Regions from separate parts of the Danio rerio genome. Here region 2 is linked to region 1. Evidence: chromatin contacts called from public Hi-C data. All regions are on one chromosome and are shown on one strand. Each heading gives the region's core, a stretch centred on a gene start, on an enhancer-like site or on the middle of the called end of the contact. The rest is flanking DNA. Distances are from core to core; before and after follow the strand shown.

Region 1 (7,710 bases), core at 3,007-5,506:
CTTTTATTTATTAATTTTCCTTCGGCTTAGTCTCTATTTCAGACGTCGCCACAATGGAATGAACCACCAACTATTTCAGCATATGTTTTATGTAGCGGATGACCTTCCAGCTGCAACCCAGTACTGGTAAACACCCATACACTCTTACAATCACACACACTCATACACTACGGCCAATTTAGTTTATTCAATTCACCTACAGCGCATGTCTTTGGACTGAGGGGGAAACTTGAGTACTCGCAGGAAACCCATTTTATTACATATATTTATTTGTTCATATATTCTATTATTTTTGTTTTAATACCATATCAGGATCATTGGCTTTATTCATGGCAACATTACTAATATATATATATATATATATATATATATATATATATATATATATATATATATATATATATTGAATGCAAAATTTACAATCAAAACAGTGTCTTTATAAAGAATAAAAAATGTAAAACAATACTGACTATAGGCCATGAAATCTATCGATTTTGTCCAAATAAATAATACAATTGTTTTACAAATTGAGTGTTGTCCCTTTTATTGTATTTTTATTATGATATTACGAATCTATTCAAATAGAAAATGGTTATGTAAAATGTTATATTATTTGACTCTATTTGAATCAACTAAACAGTTATTTCTTAATTATAGCTTTTATTCATTCATTTTCATTCGGCTTAATCCCTGATTTACCAGGAGTTGCCACAGCGGAATGAACCGTCAACTATTCCAACATATGCTTTAAGCAGCCTTTCCAGCTGCAAGTGAATACTGGAAAACACCCATACACACTCTCATATTCACACACACACACACACACACACACACACACACACACACACACACACACTACAGGATATTTAGTTCACCCAATTCACCTATGGCGCATGTCTTTGGACTGTGGGGGCAACCGGAGTACTTGGAGGAAACCGATGCAAAAAGAAACTCCTTAAAGAAATGCCAACTGGCCAAGCTGGGACTCAAACCAGCAATCTTCTGGCTGTGAGGTGACAGTGCTAACCACTGAGCCACCACCCTTTTATTGTATGTTAACTTTTTTTATAGATATTAGATTGTGACACCTGAATGACACAAATCTCATTGGGCTCCACCATCATCTTTCCAAATTCTGTAGTAATCAGGATTTCGCCTTGTTGAGGCACTGAAACACAGATTGCAGCGTTGATTAGAAACATTGAAAATTGATCTGTTTCAGATATTAATTATGAAAGAAAAACAAATTTATTTTACCAATGAGAAAATCACCATCTGCATTTTGGAAACATCTGTAAAAAATAAAAATTCATGTACCAACTCACAACCCAGCAATCATTTTTAAAAGATGTCTAATAGACGTCTAAACATAGTCATCTTGGCTAAAACAAGGCTAAATGTGGGCTGTCAGTGAAAATCTGAGAGGGGTCTGGCTGCATCCAATGCTTTTTAATGCGCTCACCTAATTCCACCCCTAACCCTACCCCTCACAGTGATGTCACTAGCTTTATTGATTGTGTCTGACATTGCATCTCTGAGCGATGCAATCTCATCTTGTATCATAAAGGCTGCATCCAGATACTATTGGGAAAATCTAGTAGACTTCTAAAAATAGGCCAAAACTAGACTAGTCATCAAATAAACAGAAATGAATGACTACACATATAAAGTCTGTCTTACTGTGTCTGTCTATTTGATGACTAGTCTAGTTTTGGGCTATTCTTAGATGTCTAATAGATTTTCACTGACAGCCCAAGTTTAGTTAAGCTGTCTACATTTAGATGTCTATTAGACATCTATTAAACACAAAATTATTTGCTGGGAAGAAAAAAATTCAACTGAGAATTTATTATATATTGATTAGTAAATTAAATCTGATTCAAACCGACTTGTCAGTCATGGAAGTGTTGCAGGAGTACATGTGGATGGCGATTCCATTACGGGATTTCGAATCTCCAGCTCCACATACTGTATGTAGACCCTGAAAATATCAAATACGCATCTCTGAGACTGAGAAATAGTTCAATATGAATGTAAAAAGATCCACATATTTATGACATCTTTACCGATACGAAATCCACTTTTTTCTCTGAAGATTTGGGGATGTTAAATGGCTTCCATCTGAGCTGGTTGGGATCAGGCTCTACTTCATTCCAGTTCTCGGTCAGATCTCCACAGCTCATCCGAGTGAAAGGCTTGTGGCGCACAGAGGGCAGAATGCGGTATAGCCAGCTATGAACACAAACACATTTCAGTATTTACAAGGGAGAAATAATTTCCTCATGGGTGTGCATTATCTTCTAATAATCCAACAGGGTGAAGTCATTATTCTGCTTATACTGAAGTTACCACAGCTAAAGACACTGTTAAAATGTGGTGTTTGATGCTGTTGTAGGACATTAGACAAGAATTTGTGCATAAACACATGCTGTATTTACTTCTAGTTTCTTCCACATCTCAATCAAAGTCTTTTGTTTAGTTTTTGGACAATAATATCATAATATGGAACTGTAATGTGGTCAAGAATTGACTGAAACTACTTTATCTGTACATTTATCTGAAAATAACCTCTTTAAAATATTCGTCAGCCAATCAGAATCAAGCATTAACCAGTCCCCGTAGTAAAATAAAGTTTAATGTTTGACCACTCTATTACAAACATATACCTTCTCTTATTGCTTGAGCGTGGGCAAGTGAAGGCAGAGCCAGAGAGTTGCTCAGCATATAAGCCATATGGACACACTTGGGGATTGTTCTGAAAGACAATAATGTAAACTGAGCATTTGGTTTGTCTTGTTAATTGGTCAGGAAGAAGACGGTGAAGGTGAAGTTTTGGCACTACCTGTCCCTCAGGTAGAGATCCTGGACAGCGAGGGTCTTCAGAGGAAAATTCATTGCCAAAGCCACTCATGTACTAAAACACAGTAATTCAACAGTGTTACTACTGGACGAGTGAATTCACTTTGTTTTCAAAACATACAGGATAAGAAAACCAACACACACAAGCTGTGGAGCACCATCCAAGCATCTCCACCTTCAGCTACAACACAGATATGCTTAGTCATGTTGCATAAGCAATGCCCAGAGCAGCTCATAAAACCTCAAACATTGCATGGGCTAATTGAAAACACATCCTCTCGAGGGGTTAAACGTAACAAAGAATTCATAATAGTTCATAGGAAAAAAATCGGCTGAAAAACACCTGACAACAAATTTTGGCCATTTGTTTGCGTTTATCTAATACCATCTAAAAGAGTGCTCCATAATTATGTTAAATTCCTTATGCCAGATTAGGACTTTGTTTTATAAAACGAGTAGTCTAATGGTTTGGAAAAGCGATCATAAACTTGCAAAAGTTTTATATGTATCCTGCATATTTACAGCGGAGCCGAGATTAACCTCATCTGGGCAGCTGCAGATTCCAGTTATCTGATTGGTCAGACTGAAACGCCCCTCAGATCCTCCTCATGAAACGATGCGGAGTTCTACTCACCTCCACGAGTCGGTTCTTTTGAATAATCCTCAAATAAATTAGTTCATAGAACAAATTGAGCGTTGTGCCTGCAACATTGTATATAATTTGCTTTTTAAAAAGTTGTATTGATTGTGGTATTTGATTTAAAAGGATAGTTCACCCAAAAATGAAAAATCTATCACAATTTTCTTTTTGTTTTTTTCTCTGGTAAACACGATGGAATTCATGTAAAATCGGATTCATCTGTCATCTCAAAAACTTCTGAAAAATGCAGGTTGCTTCATATGGAGTAAAGGAATACCTTACTTAAAAACCTTGTTATGCTTTTATTTAATCTTGTCTAATGCTACTAATAGTTATGTCAAACGATTCTGATTCATTCCAAAGATCCGACTCAAAAGAGATTCGAATCACTATTTCTGTAATAAGGATGCACGGGTGAAGTGTGCAGCATAATTCCAAAACATTGTTAGGTTGTTTTATGAAGTCTGTCTGTATAAAGAGAACAAACACAATGTCTGAAAAAGAGTATCCGAGGACAGCATTTTAAAAAGGCAAAAATGAAAACAGGCTGCATTGTAATAGTCACACAGACTACGTATTTAGTTGATCATTTTTACTTTAGACAAGCACTAGTACATAGTTCAAAGTGCGCTTACCTTCAGCCCAGCCATTGCGCGTTATTGAATTATGTACTTGTAAAAATTAAACTATTCAAAATGAGTTGCGACTTTTCGCAAAGTACCAGAGGATCTTCACTCCCCAGAAACCACTCTCTGCACAAGACCGGGGGAGGAACTTGGGTCGTATTTACGTTTTTCTCAATATGGTTTGAATTAACTCAAACGCGACTCGTGACGCAACCAGAGATTGGGGCAACATTTTGGAGGGGAGGAGTGAGAGTTCGTGCAAAGAATGACCCCTGGCACAACTACAGCAAATGTCAGTTGAGGTAAGATCGTAAAGTCCACTTCTCAGGACTTCACCACATGCACGTAGGCCAATGTCAATCAGGGAGACCAGTGTTGTTGAATTTTGTTTGGAGGACAAGTCCCCGTTTTAATCGAATTCCAAGCTTATTGATAATCATTCGATACGTATACACAAATCAAAGGATTAAAATATGTCAATCTCATTTACTCTGTGCAAAATGGCCTACAATCATGCACACATTTATTTTTGGGGCTTGTGTATCCAGGAAGTGCATGAGCAAGCAGTCACAACCGTGCATTTGGTTAAACATGACATTGGTCATTTATTATATTCATATGAAGGCTATTGTAACTTGTAAATGAAAACATTTATTTATTTATTTTTTTGGATGTTATGGATGTTAAATACCAAATTTATTTTCCTTATTACATGAAACAAAAGTGATAAAATGTGACATTTACTTAATAAATAAAAAATTACACTACAAATATTTACACATTTACAATTATTTGTATTCTGGGGCTGCATTGTGATCCTTACATAGATTATTTTTTTATTCGTTGTTAAATGTTTCCTATTGTATGATTCCTAATACGTCACAAGGTTTTTTAGTAATGTAAAACTTTATAAAACATTAATAATGAAAATGTATAACAGTAATTAAACTAACCTGCCACTTAATAAGATACACCTTACTAGGTAACTGTTACCTCTTGCCTTCAGAACTGCCTTAATCCTTCGTGGCATAGATTCAACAAGGTACTGGAAATATTCCTCAGAGGTTTTGGTCCATATTGACATGATAGCATCATGCAGTTGCTGCAGATTTGTCAGCTGCACATCCATGATGCGAGTCTCCTGTTCCACCACATCCCAAAGGTGCTCTATCGGATTGAGATATGGTGACTGTGGAGGCCATTAGAGTACAGTGAACTCATTGTCATGTTCAAGAAACCAGTCTGAGATGATTCACACTTCATGACATGGCACATTATTCTGCTGGAAGTAGCCATCAGAAGATGAGTACATTGTGATCATAAAGGGATGGACATTGTCAGCAACAATACTCAGATAGACTGTGGAGTTGACATAATGCTGAATTGGTACTAATGGGCCCAAAGTGTGCAAAAAAATATCCCCCATACCATTACACCACCAGCCTGAACTGTTGATACAAGACAGGATGGATCTATGGTTTCATGTTGTTGATGCTTAATTCTGACCCTCCTATCTTAGTGTCGCAGCAGAAATCGAGACTCATCAGACCAGGCAATGTTTTTCCAATCTTCTATTGTCCATTGTGAGCATGTGCCAACTGTAGCCTCAGTTTCCTGTTCTTAGCTAACAGGAGTGGGATCCGGTGTGGTCTTCTGCTGCTGTAGCCCATCTGCCTCAACGTTCGACATGTTGCAGACCATTCTCTGTAAACTCTAGAAATGGTTGTGCATGATAATCCCAGTAGATCAGCAGTTTCTGAAATTCTCAGACCAGCCCGTCTGGCACCAACAACCATGCCACGTTCAAAGTCACTTAAATCACCTTTCTTCCCCATTCTGATGGTTTGTTTGAACTTCAGCCAATCGTCTTGACCATGTCTATATGCCTGAAATGCATTGAGATGCAGCGATGTGATTGGCTAAATACAAAATTTGCATTAACGAGCAGTTGGACAGCTGCACCTAATAAAGTGGCAGGTGAGGGTATTTTGTTCTCAGAAAAAATAAAAATAGGCTGCATAACACCTTGTTTTGTTTCTTCAGAAAACCCCTTTGGTCCATAAATGAAATGTAGGAACCGTGCTTATGCATATGACTTCTGTTATCATCCAATCAGATGATACCAAATGAAAGTAAAAATACTTTGATCCCCAAAATAGTCTTTTTGTCCTCTAAGTTCTTAATTTTTATACCTCAGAGGAGTCTGATTGCCTAAAAAGATACAAAGGCAATTTGTAGGCCAGTGCCGTTTAGATGCTGTAGTTGTTTCCATAATTTAAACATAGCCAGCAGGCCGAGCCATTATGTAGGCTTGTGTCTAAAGGTTCCACAGTATGACACTGAACTCAGGCACCGGTCCAATTGTGCATTTCATTCTGAGAAAATGAATAGGCGTAATAAAAAACAGAAAACAATATCACGTCAAATCAATTTGCCTCTTTCATTCCACACACTATTCCCTTTCTCTCATCTTTCGGGGAGGTGATGTGTTGGTGGGGTAAATTATGGCAATTCTCATGGTGAGGCGCAAATAAACTCAGAGCGGCAGAAGTAACTGTTCTCTAGTGAAGCGTGCAGCTGTGCCGAGACTCCCGCTGGCAGGCCGTTTAGGTGCTGTGCTCAAGTCGAGAAAGACTAATGCCGGAAAATATCTCGACCCAGTCTGCGGAAATTGATCTGCTCCTCAGGGATAAAATGACTGATTTTAATTTTGTCACGCCTCTCTCTCTCTCCCTAAAGTAAGCTGCGTTCTTCCACAGGCAATAGAGTGACAAAAATGGCTCATGATAGGTGCACAGATGAGCGAGAGTATTTTCTACAATGTAGCCTTGATGTTCATCTCCCAGCCCCCCAGACAAACTACATGTTGATGGACCTGAAATCAGCCTGTTCAGTGCAATTCGCAATCACAGGATGGAGGGCGGTCTGCAAATCCTGGAAATTCAGCATAGGCGCTAGAGCTAGCGTGTATATGGATTGGTTTTTGGAAGGACCCCAAACTGAGCCCGATGCATGAGCAAGCGTATGATAAACACACTTCCAAATGCTGCGTCCTGATCCCTCTCACCTCCTGCTGCATTTGCACCGCCAGTAGTTCCACTTACCGCTGAATAGATTGGCCGAGACACCCACTGTCCCCTTTTAAAACGAAGAGCAACTGGCCTTGTTAAGGGAGTCTCTCCAGCGGCTGTAATGTTATGCAAATGGTTTAATATGAAGATAAAGACTGTAGCGGCATGCCACGCTCTACCAGTTCAAGCCCCGGTGGATCCTCAGAGCCTTCACTAATGAGAGAGGGATTATTCTGGAGTCATTAAATGCTGCCCTCCCTGACATCTCTCCCCTCCTCCCCCGGTTATGCCCATTAATGCACTGTACACAGACTTTAGAGATACCTTTTACCACCGGCTCCTGGTTTTTTACACATCAGAATGTCACTGAATAGCAAATTACATTCTCTTCCCACAGAGAAAATTGCTTTTGAATCGCTTAGTTATAAAGATTTTTTTTAGGAAGGAGGGGAGGGAAAAACATGCGAAAACATAATTACTTGTGTTGAAAATCTCATTGGCAGTTGTTGCTGCT
Region 2 (7,710 bases), core at 1,352-3,851, 310 kb before region 1:
AAACACCATAAGAAAGTAACGGGAGATATCTTTCTAATTTTGGGGGTACAATTTGAGGATCATAAGTGTGACCGCTAAGTAAAGAGTACTGGAGGTTCAACACCTGCTGTACTTATCCCCATATTATGTTGTTTTAATCATGACAGGACATTGATGCAGATATCCGTAAGGAAGTGGAAGAAGCAGCACAGTTTGCCACCACTGATCCAGAGCCGCCGCTGGAAGATTTGTGCAACCACATCTTCTACAATGATGCTCCATTAGAGGTCAGAGGCACAAACCCCTGGACGAGACTCAAATCCATCAGTTGAAGAATTAATGCTAATGATACAGCTATTCATTCCTCTCATAATCCTATATGCACAAACAGATGGATAATTTTGATATCCATAAAAACGTAATTACATTCCTTTACAGCCGGTACTTTTAGCTTTGCAGACTGTTATATTTATATATTTGGAAGCACATAGTGTTGAATGATCAATGTTTAATTCCAATATTAGAAAAATAGATTATTTTGAAAATAGATTTTAATGAGCTCAGTCCTTGTCTCTAAATGGAATTCTTAGCAATGATTTATAAACAGTTATTTTTTATCATCATATTGCAATATGATGCTCAATATGAAGTTTTGGATACTGAATTCATTGGACTATATTTAGTTCTACATTAAATGAATTGCTGTTTGTAACAATACCGTCATTAGAACCTATGCTTACAGGAACATTTACAGAATGTTCTCTCAATGTTATGAATAAACATTACAGTAATTGAACTTCAATTAAGAGTCTTTTTTTTGTTGACTTTATGTTTATATTAATAATGTTCTCAAAATGTTACCAAATAAATAATGTTGTTTCTTTTTGCTATTGAACATTAAGGGAACAGTACTTTATCCCTAATGTTTGGAAACATGCAAAATGTAATGGTTCCTTAACATATATAACAGTATATATGCAAGAAAAATTTGGTTAAAATAAACCGGATATTTTGAATGCTCAGAAATACCATTTACAAAACATAATATAGCTATAATAATTATTCAGCAAAGTTTGACTTTTGAGTCCAAATCAGAGTTTAAAAAAACATGTAATGGGAACTAAAATGATTTAATTAAGGTTAAAATGTAGAACTGTAATTTGAAATTGGCTGTCTGTGCCATTGTTAATTTGGTTTGCTACTGTAAATCCTAATTTACTGATTTAAACTGAAGAATTGATCAGACTTACCAGCAGATGTCGCCCTCTCTTCACCTGCTTAAAAATGTTCAAATCACAGCTGTAAAATAAATGCCAATTCATTGGAGGCAGCCTAAATTCTTGCGTACTTTCCAGTGCATGTGTGTCATATGATGTTACCCAAAAGTGATGATGGGTTATGATGCATCAGTCTAGACACTGACTAACAACATTTACTACACGTAGCCTAATATTTAAGTGTGCCCATTGTTGGTTTCGGTGTACATGGAAAAAATGCAGTGAAATTAACATTAAAAATAACTATTAATTATTTTTCATTTATGTTTGCATATGGACAAGAAGTTAATATTTTGTGTCCAAAATTAAAGTCTGAATATGTAAAATAGTGCTATTGCTGACCAGATTTACTACTAGTTTCAGATAAAGTATAATACTGTGTAAGAATTTATTTTTATATAGGCTAAATATGTTACCACAAGGGACGTCACGGTGGTGCAGTGGGTAGCACAATCGCCTCACAGCAAGAAGGTCACTGGTTCGAGTGAATGCTAGAGTGTATGGGTGTTTCCCGGTGTTAGGTTGTGGCTTGAAGGGCATCCGCTGTGTAAAACATATGCTGGATAAGTCGGCGGTTCATTCTACTGTGGCGACCCATGATTAGTAAAGGGACTAAGCAGAAAAGTAAATAAATGAATGAACGTTACCCCCAAAAACATAGGTTGATATGCAGTGGAGTAAACTCTACTTAGAACAACTCTATTTGTGCAGAGGGATGTAAACAAAAACAATGGTCCCAACATATTTCCTGCTTTACATTTTTATTTTCTATAGCTTCTGAGAATCCAAAATAAGCCACATATTGATAAATAATGCTATGATAGCTGTTTTAACATTAAGTTATTGAAATGCCTCTTGTTACAGTTATAAAATAGTTCTAACAAGAAGGAAATGTTCATGGGCCAATGACATGACCACACTGAAATGGTATATAATTACGAGATATAGGCCTATATCATCTAGTGGTCATAAAATCCTCTCAAAATACAACATATTAATGAATAAATATGGTAGGCTACAGTTTTCTTAAAAAAGTTATCCGTATTACAAATATACAGAAAAGAGATTATAGTAAATAAACGTGATTATTATTTAAATACGTACATTTAGTCTCAAACACAGGTGGAGGAGGTAAAGGATGCATTGCGCTCTCACCTGTCCGTCTATTTGAGCGCCACAGCTTCAGCCCCGCCCTTCTGTCAATAAGTGACAAGCGCAATAGCCAATCCGATTCGTCACACTGGAAGAAGCGGAAGTGAGTAGAGCGCGTGAACGTGTGTTTTTTCTGTCAGAGGGGAGAGAGCGAGAGAGAGAGGGCGACTGGCACGAGATCAGGGGCACGGTCATTTTATTCCTATGGAAACGCTGCACTGACTGGCAGAGGTGAGCGGAGGAAAAGGTGGCGGCGCTTTTGGATGCGCAACGGATACCCAGCTTTCTTCACTCAGTGTCAAAAGCGCGGAAACAACCAGACGTAATTTCTTCAAAGTGCCTCAGAATTTCCCTTTTGAGTCTGATTTATTTAAAAAAGGAGCCTTGCAAAAAGTGAAGATGCCCCTGGCACAACTAGTTGACCCTTGGAGAAAGATGGCAATCGGGAGTGCGGCGAGCGAGGTGAGTCTCCGCTGCATTCACAGGTTTAAATCGCTGACATGTTCATAATATAAGCAGCACTTCTGTTTTTGACGCCGTTTCGTTTCTGTGTGGCGTTTGTGTACAACCTGTTCCAGATCTCTATCTGTATATCCGATGTTGGGGATTAGCGGTTATAGCGTGTGACCCGTGCGCGTAAATGCTTTTAAAACGATCCGCATGTCAAAGGCCTTTCACATTTTTTGACTTGTAGTTACTTTGGAAGTAGCATGCGAATTCATATTGTATGATATGTTTTGTTAATGGACTTTAAAGTTTTGATGAATGAGACTACAACGTAATGTTCGTGGATCTCAATCTGATTCGTGCTGATGATGACAGTTTGGTGGTGATGAATCTGTTCATCTTTAGAATGAATCTTTGCTTTGTCACCGAGAAATGTAAATTTAGTTAACACTGAACTTTAAAATATTTTTTTGAACTAAAGAAGGAAGAAACTGCCATAAATTGTCATACAGAAACCCTTTAAAAAGTAATTGTGTAACAATAGTTTATAGTAGATGGCAAGAAAATCTGATGACAAGTCATTTTAAATAAATACAGTGCTCAGCATACTTAAGTACAGCCCATTTTAAAAATGGGATATTTGTATCCATTTCCAATAAATTTTGGTGCATTTAAACAAATCAGATTTATTAAACGGATATATTTATCAAAATAATATTTTAGTCATCAAACATGTTTAGAAATTGAAATAAAGCACAATTAAAGCAAACAAATTATTGCAAAAAAGAAAAAAGAAATTACAACCTACAAAATGTCAACCAAATTAAAAAAAAACTATTTATTTTTGCATTTGTATTTAATATTTTTCTATAACATAAATTTGGGTGTACTAGTTTTTGGACTGTTATCGTAAGTTATTTTGTTAGATAAGCTCCAGATTTGGCTTCTAATGTAACGACTAATCTAATGTATATGCACAAATATAATAATGTATGGCTTTCTATCAAAAATATTAATTTAAATGATTGACTTGTAAATGCTGAGCTATTTTGCCACTATCCTATAAAGCTATAGGTTTTACTCAAGAAGTGTTTAGTGATTTAAAATCAAAATGGATCTAAATTTATTTAATCACTTCTATGTATCAGGTCAGAATGTTTCATTTGAACTTAAAACAACTGTTATGCTGAATGATGAAGTAATGTTATGTCAACCAAATATTTTGTCAACCAAATGTTTTATTTTTCGCTAAAGTTAATGTCTTTGGATACAGGATCATTCAGAAGAGTTCCAAAGTGAACTGTTATATAATTCAGAATGTGAAAATAAAATAAAAATCTACCATCATTAGTCACCCTCATGTGTTTCCAAACCTGTTTGACTTTTTTGGTGCTTGGTTGAGCACAAAAGGAGATGATGGTCAATGACAATGTACTGCTAAAAATCTCCTTATCTCGATGTGCATTGTGCTATGACGAAGTTCTTAAGAACTGTTTTTCCTTAAAAAAATAAACAGAAACTCTTAATGTCTGTTCATGTCATATATTTGAATCGGTTAATTGTAAAAAGTGAATACAATTATAACAAACCAATACTAATTAGGAACAGGACAGTACAGAGAAATATTTCCTATGCTAAATACACAGCCATATCACCCTGCAGCTCAAGACTGGTTACACACTGTAGCTAAGCAGGCCATACAGTATGGCCATACATGATAAATGCGCTATATGAATACACATTACTTACTTACTTACTTACTACTTATTAAGTAATCAATGTTAAAATCTGGGACAGAATTAAAATCAGAGTCTTTTTTTATTTATTTATTTATTTATTTTTTTATTTTGTCTGAATTCAAATTTATTTACCTATAACAAAGGTTTAAATGGATAGTTCACCCAAAACTGAAAATTCATTTACCAGGCCCGTAGCCAGCCTATTAAAAGTTCTGGTTCTTTTTTCTCCAAAAGTGGACCTTTTTGCTGTTATTCGCCTCATTTTCTATTGAATTATGAGGTTTAAATACTGCTTTTTAGTGACATCTTAAGCACCAATTTTTTTGCTGGATTTGCTTGTCGAATAGTTTTTTTAAAGGTAATTTCAACTTTTAAAACAGTGGATATAGTGGAGGACATACAGGAAAGCATTGGGAGCAGAAAGAGGGGAAGGATGGGCACAGGTCCTCCTGTCAGGAATCGAAATTGGGTAGCCAACGCAATCTCACTGCAATTCGTAACATTTTGATTTAGTGGCCGATTCGTTTGAACTTGTACGGTCTAATTCGTACAATTTAGTATGATTTGCTCATCATCACCCAATGACTATTGGTTTAGGGGTGGGGTTGGGTGCCACACCTCCTTTTTAAAATCATACATTTTTATACGACTGAACTCATACGAATTTGTATGAATTAGCTATTAAACTGACAAAATGTAAAATACTTAAGTTTTCTCATAAGATCTGGCTGGGGTAGCCATGAGCAGCATGGCCCTATACTGTATATGTCGCCGCACTTAACCACTCGGCTATTAGCGTCTGATGGTTTAAATTACTACATTTTTCGATGTAACAATAATATTTCCTACATTTTTGTCAAAATGTTTACCATACTTTTTTATGTTTACAAAAAATTATGTTTATAAACAAATGTGCATTTAAACTGTAAGTTATTATCATTTTATAAATGATATGAGAATAACATTTTAGAAATATAAAAAAATAAATTTTAACAATTAAAAAAATCATTTATTATAATCTATCATTAAAAAACTAACAAAAAATAATTAGGCATCTGTTGAAACTTGTGTTAAATCAAAAACTGTAGCCTATAGGCAAATAACACACTGGCCAACTCATTTAAATGGATTTGTCCATTTAAATAATAATAATTCAATTTGTCTTAAAGCCATCTTCTATTGGTTATTTTCACAAATTATGATGGCATACTGTCAAAAGAAGACAAATGAGTTCAAATAGGGGCTTAATCCTGGGCTTTTTTGACAGGGGGTTGGTTATTCAAACCACCCGAACCCCACCTTGGTTTAGGGCCTGTTTGCTTACATTTTACTTGCTCCAAATCTTTTTGTCTTTCTGTCTTCTGTTGGAAAAAGCTGGAAACCTTTAAAAACGAAATTGGCTGTCGTGTCTGTGAATGAGAGAGTGTATGGGTGTTTCCCAGACCTGGGTTTTGTCTGGCAGGGATGAAAAATACGCCCAAGGAATTAGTGGTTCATTCCATTGTGGCGACCCCCTGATAAATCACCTTGTGAGTTAGTGGAAACCTGTAACTATTGACTTGTCTTTACTATGGAAGTCAATGGTTACATGTTTTCAGCATTCTTCAAAACATCTTCATTTGTTTTCAACAAAATAAAGAAACTTATAAAGGTTTGGAACTACTTGATGGCGAGAAAATAGTGAGTATATTTTCATTAACTATCTCTTTTTACCTTTATGTACTGCAGCCATAAGACATTTGTCCTCTCTGCGGTTTTCCTAAAAATTCAATGCCCCTTATTGTAACATTTCGCATGCTGATTTCCAAAGGATGTGACGTGCATGCAAATGATCACAGGTTAATCCAGTATGTTTCGAAAAACTCCTGTTCACTTCACTCCACTCTACTCTCACTATTTTTCCAGAAGTTACAGCTACAGCCCCATTGATCCGCAAGTAATAAAAGCCTGCCGTAAAGCTGCCAGGAACATATTGTAAAGGAGAATAGCAGAACAGAGAGGCAGATAACAAAGTGTTCCCTTCCAGCTAGCAGATGATCACAGGCCATCCTTCAGTTTCGCTCCCTCGCAATGACAGATTGGGCGGTCTGAGTCGCCACCCTGACTAATTAACCCTAAACAGTCAATGACAGCATGCAGGCCCGGTTTAACAAGACGTTCCACCACTGTCATTTGGTGCAGAGGAGCAGACGCTCATATTGGCATGAGTGAACGTCTGCTGTAGTAATCAAGGCTTTGTATCGCTTAGAAACTGATCCGCACAGAGATTGTAATGTTCATTGTAGTCTCAGCCTCAGACGGACGGCCTACAGACCGCCCACAGTCAGTTCGATGACCGTCTGATGATTCATTTTTCAAGAAACAAAGTGATGAGAAATGTACGAACTCCAAACAGATTGACTGACAGCTGCACTACTTGCTTTAGAGGTACTAGGTTAAATTTCTATGAATATTTGGCTAAGTTTGCCATCTTAGTACTGGTTTGTGGATGCATGATATATAGTTGAATTCCGAATTATTCGATTTTTAAATTTTTTTTATTTTTAAAATATTTCCCAAATGATGTTTAACAGAGTAGGGAAATGTTCACAGTATGTCTGATAATATTTTTTTCTTATGGAGAAAGTCTTATTTGTTTTATTTCAGCTAGAATAAAAGCAGTTTTTAATTTTTTTAAAAACTATTTTAAGGTCAGTATTATTAGCCCCTTTAGGCTATATATTTTTTCAAAAGTATACAGAACAAACCATCATTATACAATAACTTGCCTAATTCCCCTAACCTGCCTAGTTAACTAATTAACCTAGTTAAGCCTTTAAATGTCACTTTAAGCTGTATAGAAGTGTCTTGAAAAATATCCAGTCAAATATTATTTGCTGTCATCATGGCAAAGATAAAATAAATCAGTTATTAGAGATGAGTTATTAAAACTATTATGTTCAGAAATGTGTTGAAAAAATCTTCTCCGTTAAACAGAAATTGGGGAAAAAAATAAACGGGGCAAATAATTTAGGGTGACTAACAATTACTTCAACTGTATGTAACACCAAGATGGGAATCATTTTGAATTTAAAAATGCAAGTATATGTACAACTTGTGTGCTTACACTTGTTTGA

What was found. Hi-C and Micro-C count contacts between places; a contact is called where the count stands out from the background.
Region 2: a contact with region 1 is called in a Hi-C map of an unstated tissue, with 2.9 times the contacts expected there. The contact joins the promoter of rps6ka3b here to the promoter of hgd in region 1. A contact is called at or near these places in 2 of 18 Hi-C or Micro-C datasets (hematopoietic stem cells and an unstated tissue).

The regions. Positions count from the first base shown.
Region 1 is chr24:27,876,635-27,884,344 of GRCz12tu, reverse strand. hgd (homogentisate 1,2-dioxygenase) reads right to left here and starts at 4,256. Exons shown (of 13, transcript NM_152966.2): 1 at 4,135-4,256; 2 at 2,843-2,914; 3 at 2,667-2,755; 4 at 2,067-2,232; 5 at 1,890-1,981; 6 at 1,258-1,292; 7 at 1,089-1,168. The coding sequence starts at 4,149.
Region 2 is chr24:28,187,861-28,195,570 of GRCz12tu, reverse strand. It overlaps rps6ka3b (ribosomal protein S6 kinase, polypeptide 3b), which reads left to right and starts at 2,601. Exons shown (of 21, transcript NM_001083026.2): 1 at 2,601-2,870. The coding sequence starts at 2,808. pdha1b (pyruvate dehydrogenase E1 subunit alpha 1b) reads left to right here. Exons shown (of 11, transcript NM_001002399.1): 11 at 147-781. The coding sequence ends at 311.